Linked DNA regions of Mus musculus: regions 1 and 2 are each linked to region 3. A link is a contact called in public HiChIP or PLAC-seq data. All regions are on one chromosome and are shown on one strand. Each heading gives the region's core, a stretch centred on a gene start, on an enhancer-like site or on the middle of the called end of the contact. The rest is flanking DNA. Distances are from core to core; before and after follow the strand shown. Region 1 has its middle 45 kb from the start of Pawr. Region 2 overlaps Ppp1r12a (protein phosphatase 1, regulatory subunit 12A). Region 3 overlaps Gm36283 (predicted gene, 36283).

What was found. HiChIP or PLAC-seq counts read pairs in DNA pulled down with a chosen protein or histone mark.
Region 1: a contact with region 3 is called in an H3K27ac HiChIP or PLAC-seq map of embryonic stem cells, with 47 read pairs. The contact joins two enhancer-like sites. A contact is called at or near these places in 5 of 39 promoter capture datasets (the 3T3-L1 cell line, embryonic stem cells, hippocampal neurons and 1 more), 3 of 15 datasets of contacts at CTCF or cohesin (embryonic stem cells, hippocampal excitatory neurons and stem cell-derived epiblast-like cells), 127 of 484 Hi-C or Micro-C datasets (the AML12 cell line, the AtT-20 cell line, B cells and 65 more), 34 of 115 datasets of contacts at active chromatin or transcription factors (acute myeloid leukemia, bone marrow-derived macrophages, cardiomyocytes and 17 more) and 3 of 9 other capture datasets (adipose tissue, embryonic stem cells and liver).
Region 2: an H3K27ac HiChIP or PLAC-seq map of embryonic stem cells shows a contact between it and region 3, with 3 times the contacts expected there. The contact joins two enhancer-like sites. A contact is called at or near these places in 4 of 115 datasets of contacts at active chromatin or transcription factors (the NIH/3T3 cell line and embryonic stem cells).

What each region holds. Positions count from the first base shown.
Region 1 is chr10:108,285,514-108,288,213 of GRCm38.p6, forward strand. No RefSeq gene overlaps it. Among named protein-coding and RNA genes, the nearest start is that of Pawr, 45 kb to the right of the region's middle. Within about 2 kb of position 1,353, at least 18 of the 459 cell types and tissues checked have an H3K27ac peak or open chromatin away from gene starts, as enhancers often do. A contact at or near this core is called in differentiating embryonic stem cells, embryonic stem cells, epiblasts and 4 more, where this site is marked.
Region 2 is chr10:108,237,840-108,240,539 of GRCm38.p6, forward strand. It overlaps Ppp1r12a (protein phosphatase 1, regulatory subunit 12A), which reads left to right. Exons shown (of 25, transcript NM_001368736.1): 6 at 2,266-2,340. Among named protein-coding and RNA genes, the nearest start is that of Ppp1r12a, 77 kb to the left of the region's middle. Within about 2 kb of position 1,367, at least 9 of the 459 cell types and tissues checked have an H3K27ac peak or open chromatin away from gene starts, as enhancers often do. A contact at or near this core is called in embryonic stem cells, where this site is marked.
Region 3 is chr10:108,432,762-108,435,461 of GRCm38.p6, forward strand. The region is part of intron 1 of Gm36283 (predicted gene, 36283); the gene reads left to right. Among named protein-coding and RNA genes, the nearest start is that of Gm36440, 11 kb to the right of the region's middle. Within about 2 kb of position 1,355, at least 64 of the 459 cell types and tissues checked have an H3K27ac peak or open chromatin away from gene starts, as enhancers often do. A contact at or near this core is called in differentiating embryonic stem cells, embryonic stem cells, epiblasts and 4 more, where this site is marked.

The sequences.
Region 1 (2,700 bases), core at 103-2,602, 150 kb before region 3:
TCTTACCCACTGACCCATTTTCTTAGCTGCTTGTGGGCATTTTTGTATCAGCTATGTTCAGATCATGTCTTATTCCTGCTCTGAAAAGCTGGATGATAACAGTGTGCTTCCAAGTGTGTATGACACAGTTCCAACCAAGATGATAGCACTGTCTGTCTGTGTGTGTGTGTGTGTGTGTGTGTGTGTGTGTGTGTGTGTGTGTGTGTGGTCACCATCTTCACCCAAGAGCTTAGCCCTTCTCCTAGCAGAAGCGCTTTCTCTTGAGCTCCTACCGAACTTGCCCAGACAATTGGAACCCAGATGTGGACTTTGTATTTCCATCAAATTCTTGGGTGGTGGGGATGCTGCTATTCCGGAGATCTTAGTTTAAAGTGTACTGTATGCTGATGTCACTTGTCTCTTCTCCAAAGGAATGGAGAGTCCCAAAGTAAAGTCAGTTACAAGGTGTAGATGCGCAGTGTTAATCGCCAGAAAAGATCTGTAATATAGATATTAAATGTTGACAGTCATTGGCAATAGTTTAAGCATCATGCATTCAATCCTATCACATCCTGTAGCCCCTGATAGTGTAAAGAACTGCTGCAGACAAATGCAAAGTCTTTTCCTTTGGGACAGATAGGCAGCTGGACAGCTGTCCCATACATTTGATGTCTCAAACGGTAGCCAGTCTTGTATCTCTGAGAGAAGGTTTTCTCTAAAAGAAATATCTTAGGACCCCCAATGTGGGAGGTAGTAACCTAAAATCAAGGCCATATGCAAATTAAGCATTGAGAAATGATTTATTTGTAATAACTCCCTTTCTTTCTGGTGAGATTCAGGCTTCCTGAATTGTGTAAAGAGCATCACACTGGGGAACAGCACACTGTAGATTCTCGTCTGCATCTAGAATATTCCTCTTCTCGGCCATGGTTTGTGACAGGATTCACTAGGATTGCTGAGCTTAGCCCATGGTTGAGGGTGGGGTTATGTTTCTGGAAAAACTCAACTGCCAGGAAAAGGACTCTGATCAGTGGCTTTGAGGGGTTTGTCTCCTCAAAAATTTAAAGAATGAGATCCACCGACAACAGAAAGGCAGTTTTTAATTTATAGATTCATAGCTGGGACCTTAAGAGAGAGATGACTATGTTCCTCCAGTATGGCAGGAGCTGGTCTCCAGGGATTGGGCGCCATTGATTGGGCTCTAGGCTAAGGGGTTCTGTCTTATGGCAGAAATTGGGGAGGAAGGTAAATTGATTATTCCTGTTATCTGGACCAGGAGCCTTTCAGTTTTGGTCACGCCTTCCAGACAAAGGGATGTGATAACGAGGAACTCTATTGTTGCGTACCTGGCCTCCAGCAAGGACATTCTCAGAACTGCTGCCTTGGGTCACTGCCCTACCCGAGAGATCAATCTTCCTTTCTCTTCAATGCCGGTTAGTGTAGATATTTATGCAAAATATTTAAATAGGTCCTATTAGCATATGAACCTGCTAGTTCTCTAAATGCCCACCGGAGACCTACAGTAGCGGCTTTATGTAGGAATTTGTCAGGAATCCACATTGTCAGGTCCAAAGACAAAGACAGCTTAACAGTCTTCAACAAGACTCCCAGAGGATCATATTGCAAGCTAAAATGTAAGACCTGCTGGCCTTAGGTTTCAAATCTATATCCTTAGAAATGGAACTAAGAATTAGGGAGGGGAAAAAATTGTCAATGGCTGTGATTCGGAAGGCGCAAAGGGCATCTCCAGCTGCTGAGGGTGGATCCGTTCCCTCATTTGCAAAACAATAGTGATCTAGACCTTGGTCTCTGGAATGTGGTTGGAGAAGTTCAAGGTCCTTCTTCATTAACTCACAGTGCAGCTAATCCCCTCAACTCCAGTGGGTTCCTATAGAAGGAACCAACCTTATGGAGTAAATAATAATATAGATTACATGGTAAAGTTAGTTATAGGTGAAGCTTCAGGGATAGGGGTGGCTGGGACACTCAGATTCATTCTGTCCTTGGTCAAAATCCCATCTGCTGACTGTCACCTCTGCCTTTCACCCCCTTCTCTGTTCAGTGACCTCATTCTCTCATTGCAGGTGGTCTTCCTCACTTCATATAGTTAATGAAAAAAAAAAAAAAAAATCAGCCCGGTGTGGTGGCGCACGCCTGTAGTCCCAGCACTTGAGAGGCAGAGGCAGGCTTTGTTTTGTTATCTCTTGGAACTGTGTACAGCTTGGTCAACACACTACTCTGAGCAAGAGTGGATTGAAGTTCTGTGCTTGGTAGTAGCAGAAAATCCAAATAAAACGATGAACTCCCAAAAGGAGGAGGCTATAGTCAGGAAAGGGAACAGGCAAAGAATGGCTAGTATGAGCATAGTTGAAAAGAAACCCAATCACTCTGATTTAACCCTTCAAGTGTGCTCACCATATTTGTTAAGACAGACTTAACAAGTTTAATCAGGAAGCTTTGAACATGTTAATGCTGAATTTATTAAACACCAAAACCCTTATGCTGAGTTCAATACAAACCCAAACTGGAGATTTTTTTAAATTTTATTTATTTATTTGTTTATTTATTTATTTCATATATGTGAGTACACTACTCTGTCACTGTCTTCAGACACACCAGAAAAGGACAGCTTATCCCACTACAGATGGCTGTGAGCCACCATGTGGTTGCTGGGAATTGAATAATTCTGGACCTCTGGAAGAGCAGTCATTGCTCTTAACT
Region 2 (2,700 bases), core at 117-2,616, 190 kb before region 3:
ATTATGACCCTGCCTGACCTCGTTGTTTCTTGCTATGAAATCAAATTAAAGGCTCCAGCAGTACAGAGCTAGATCATGTTCCCCGTTCTCTATCAGCTAGACACTCGGGCTTTCCATCTGAACGATGGAAAGCATCATCAGTTCTGTACCAGCTGCCTTCACTACTAGTTCCACCAAAGACTAAAAGAATTAGGTCTGCAAAAGCAATTCATTTAAAACAGCTGAGAAAAAACTGCAGCGAGGGGGAAGTAAATCAAGCCATGTTCTTGCTAGATCTGTGGCTTCGCTAACTTGTAGGTATATTGAACTGATGTTCAAGCAGCTTGTTCTGTTCCCTTGCTTTGACACGAGCTCCTACTTCCCAGTGTCTCATCACTGCGTCCTTGGTTGTTTCCAGCTGCTCTACCTGACTGAGCTGCTTTCCTGTGCTTGCGTCCCAGTAGTGAAGCCAGAGCCCGTGGGGAGAGTTACAGTGTTCAGTCTCCTTCCGCTTCTTAGTGTCTTTCAGATTGCATGACAGTCGTGGTTATGTGATTGGTACGTGTGGCTGGGTGGTAGAGGTGTGCAGTTTACATTGGAAATTTTTCTCTGTGTATAGGCCACATTTTACTTGAGTTTTCATTCTCTATGAGCTGCTGTTTGCAAAGCAGAGTCATTAATGAAAGGAGAAAATGAAAAGAAAGGTTAGTAAGGGAACCCCGTTTCTAACTATTAAAAGAGAAATTCCTTGGTTATTAAAAGAACCCTTTCTTATTTAACTGCTTCAAAAATGTAATTACAATTTAAAAGTTCAGGGTGGTATTTTATTTGTACGAGTTGGTAAATTTTAAGGAGTAATTGAGTTATTTGACCATAAGAGCATGATCTTGAGTCTGTAATATGATTTTAGATAAAAGTTGCATTAAGTTAGAAGAGTTTCTAAAATTTTTGAATTGTACAGAAATACAAAATTGAAATTAACATACTACGTTAAAATTTGGATCAGTTGTTTTATAACAGGATTTTTTTTTAACTCAATTTAATTCTTAGCTTTTAAGGCAGAAATGGGGAATTTTGTTACCACGGGGAATAAAAGTAGACTGACAAATGATCCTTTGAAGTAATTTTAAAACTGATCATTGCGGTTGCTGCATATGCACACACACAGTGCATGTACACCTGCACGTATCCATACATCTTTAGTCAAGTTTTAGAAGATAATCAAGTCAAAAGGCCTCAAATCCTAGAGTTACCACATCGGTCCACTTTGAACGTGGGAGTAGCCCACAAACAGAATTGTTTTGTTCGTGGTGGTGCTTCATTTGCCTTTATTATTGTAATTTGTGTGTGCAGTTGAGTGCAGGTGCGCTTGAGTGTAGGCCGCAGAGCCCTTAGACCTGGAGCTCTAGGCAGTCACCACTCTGCAGGAGCGGCCTGCTCTTAGCCGGCAGCAGTGCTTACGTTAGGCGGAAAGCCAAAGCAAATGATTTACATTAGCAAAATGAGCCGAGGCAGGGAATTGTGTTTCCCAGTAAAAGGGAGTGAAGTAGTCATACATGTCATTACACAGATGAGTCTCACAGCATGTGAGGTAAAAGAAACCTATCCCAAAGAGTTCTAGCAGAGAGTTGTTCAGTTTGATCCATGTAAAGTGTTTGATCAGCATATAGATAGATAGATACAAGGTGGCTTAAGTGGAATGGAAGATGGTACAAGAAGGATCCACTTATTCTTTTGAGGGTGGTGAAATTTTACTTCTAAATTGTAGCAAGGGAGTTGCAGCTGTTGATACTCTCAAAACAATGCACGCATTCTGGTCCTAAAGTATATGGAAGGCATACTCACATGCGTTTCTCATGTGTCCTTGGAGTCCTGTATAGTCTATCATTTTTAACTTCCATCAAACGTGATTCTTGGGGCTGGAGAGATACCTGAAGTCAGTGAAGTGCTTGCCTTGCTAGTCTTATGATCCAAGTTCAATTCCCAGAACTCATATAAAAGCTGAGTGTGGCAGCCTGTGCTTTTATTTCCAGAGCCGGGGCGCAGAGGCAAGTGGATCTGTTGGGTTCACTGGCCTAGCCTAGCTTACTTGGTGAGTTCCAGGCCTACGAGAGACCCTGTCTGTAAGATAGAGCACACTCATACACATGCATATATACCTACACAAACAGCAATGTGTGAGTGTACGCACACTTACCTAGATAGCTGTGTAATTAGTAAGAATTGTTGATGTCATTTTATGGTATATTGACTTTTTACTGTGGCTACTTCTCATTTCCTGTCTAGGGCCAAACAGCCTTTGATGTAGCAGATGAAGACATTTTGGGATATCTAGAAGAGTTGCAAAAAAAACAAACTCTGGTATGTTTAACTGCTAAAAATACTTATATTAATGAGTTCTCTATAGCTTTGAATTTCAAGCGTTTTCGGTGTTCTGGTAATGTTTCTTACTTCTTACCTTCGTAATCAAACACAATGACAGTGGGCTTGAATGCGGGCTGCTGCTGCTGGGCGCTCATAATATTGGTTGCCTATTTCTCTGTCTTGCTTTCTAAAAAACTGAGTATTTATAGCATGCTTTTCTAATTTCCTAAGACAACATGCTTAGTGGTGTTATAGTAAACTGAGTTTATAATAGCAGGCCCAAACAAATAAGGAACTTCATAACTAGGAAACGGATTCTACATAAGTTCCTGTCAACACCCACCTTACGTAGTCAGT
Region 3 (2,700 bases), core at 105-2,604:
AAATAGGAATTAACATAGGGTTGTTTTTTTCCCCAATCTCCCTTTTGCCTACTGATGTGTTCAAGTAGTGAATATTTCTGCGCTGTTTATAGAACTCTGATGTATGTATGTGATTAGGTGTTCTTATGTGTTTAAATTTTGTTTTTAAGCCAAAAGAAACAGCTCTGCTTAAAAAAGCAAAACCGGAGATTAAGATGAAATAGAAATGTTTTGAATTTTAAGGAAGATTCCTGTCATGGTGTAGCATAGCAAATATAAACCCTAGCCAAAAGAACACAAAGGGTTAAATTTTAGTGTGTGTGTGTGTGTGTGTGTGTGTGTGTATCCACATGCCTTAGTGTATCTGTGGAGGTCAGAGGACAACTCTGAGTCTATTCTCCAATGTCACCTTTAGGGCCCAAAAATTAAAGTGAGGTTGCCATGCCTGTGAGCCAACACCTCTAACCTCAGAGCCCTATTGCTGGCCCAAGAGCTTAAAATTTAAACCACCCCATACAATAATGATCATATAGAAGATTTGATTCATGGCTAAGGGACTGTCATCTCCTTTTCTTGCACCTCTACTTCGTAATACAAAAAATGGTCATGATAGTATCTCCCTCATATTTTATAATATTTATAATATAAATGAATGAATGAATTCAGGTACATCTGCTGTCTGTGTTTTCTAGAAGAATTGGTGTTTATACTCAAAAGATGTTCATTTTTCCTAAGTTATGACTTGGGTTGGTTGTTTCCAGTCTTGCTTGAATTTTTTTTTTTTTTTTTGCATTCCTTCTTTGGTGTATAATCTCATTCTGTGACCCCCATCGTGGATTCCAGTAGGTCACACATTCGTGACTCAGGGAAGTCAGTAAATGAAACTTGATTTAGAACGGAGTTCATAGGTTGTATGGCTCACACTGGAATGAGCTTAGATTCAGCTACTTTTCCTTGGTTTAATCCATGTGGGCAGAATAGAAACAGCAAAGACAAACAAAAGCCAGGGCTATTCTCGTAGAATGACAAGTATAGTTAGGGCCAAAACTTAAATTATTCTTTATTTCTCCAGTCATCTGAGTTAGTGTTTGTTTTTCTAAATTTCCCAAGCCAAGATCTCTAGGCTTTTAGATGCTCCCGAGACAAGACACAGTACTTAACATAGTTCATGTTTTCAAATCTTTTCCAGGGCCCTACATATGGGTAGCCTCAATTTTTCAGAAACATTATCAACCAGGGAAGAAAATGAACGTTCAAATGCTAACGTTGCGTTCACATGATGGAGTCCCAGTCTTGAGTTTTCACACGTTCGCAGGAATGCGGAGGACTGCAGGAACACCCAACACCGTGGGGTTCCTTTAAGCTGAGCTTTTCTTCCCTGCACTTAATTGCGTCACGTGATGTGAGGGTCGGCTGTAGACTTAACCGAGGTACACAGAGTCCAGGAAATCCCCTTTCCGAGTTGGCTGCAGATATTTGAGTGAGATGGGAAACTGGTCAAAGTTGCTGGGCAAAACGGAAGCCATCAGAGAGATCCTTCGCTTAAAGGTTATGGGACCCTAGTGACACTGTTCCTGAAGGGAATTTCCTCTGCTGGGCTCTTACAAAGGAGACAAAGTTCCCGAGGCTGTCAGTAACATCTGTTCCCGAAGGCAATTGAATTTCTTCTTCTGGAAGTCAGTGTTTTCTTCTCTGACTAGAGCAGTGGTCCCCAACCTTCTTGATGCTCGGACCCTTTAATACAGTTCCTCATGTTGTGGCGATCTCCCCAACCATAAAATTATTTTGTTGCTACATTGTAACTGTAATTTTGCTACTGTGATAAATTGTCAAGTAAAGATCTGATATGCAGGATATCTGATATGCAGCCCCCCCCCCCCCCCCCCGTGGGGTCCAGACCCTCAGGTTGAGAAGCACTGGGCTAGTAAGTGCAAACTTAGCCTTCATTTAAAAGAGAAACGTTTCTTCGCATCACTTTTAACTTAGTATATGTTAGCTAACAAATTAAAAGGCTGAATTAAGGTGCCAAAAGTGAAGTTATTATAACACAGAAATTTACCAATATTTGACAGAGAGTTTGGCTTGCAGACCTCTGTCTCCCACCCAGTTGCCCGAGATCACTGTAATCTCTGTTGGGTGAGTTTTCCAAGGTGACAAAATGACTTCATCAGGATCCTCATTGCATCAGCTTTAGTCACTCCAAAAGCAGCAGAGGTAGCCCGGAACTGGTATATATTCTCCAGGAGCAAATCCCATTAGCAGAGAGAGCTTGAAAAAGTGTTAAGTGGCTCTGATGGCTGACGCGACACTGAAGTAGTTTTAAGAAACTGTTTTGTGTAATGTCTACGTGTAAAGTGATTATAGGCACCCATGCAGATACTGGTTTGAAAGATTAAAGTCAGCAAACCAAAACCCTGAAAGTCCAAATAGTTACAAGTCTCGTCAAAAGTTGAAGTTGCCTAGGTGAAGGGAAATCTGACGTCATCGTGCTGTGGAATCGAGAAGTTACGATTTTGTTTGTTCAATCTCGATGATATCGGATAATCAGTTACTGTTTTGAAATCAAAGCTTTTAGAAGGAAAAAAAAATGTTACTTTGTCACCTTAGGCGTTACTGCTGTGAATTTAAAGAAAACGTTCGTGATAAGGGGAAGGTCTTGATAAAACAAGCCACATTCGAACCAGTGGCTTTCTATAACAAACACAGACCTATGCAGATGCC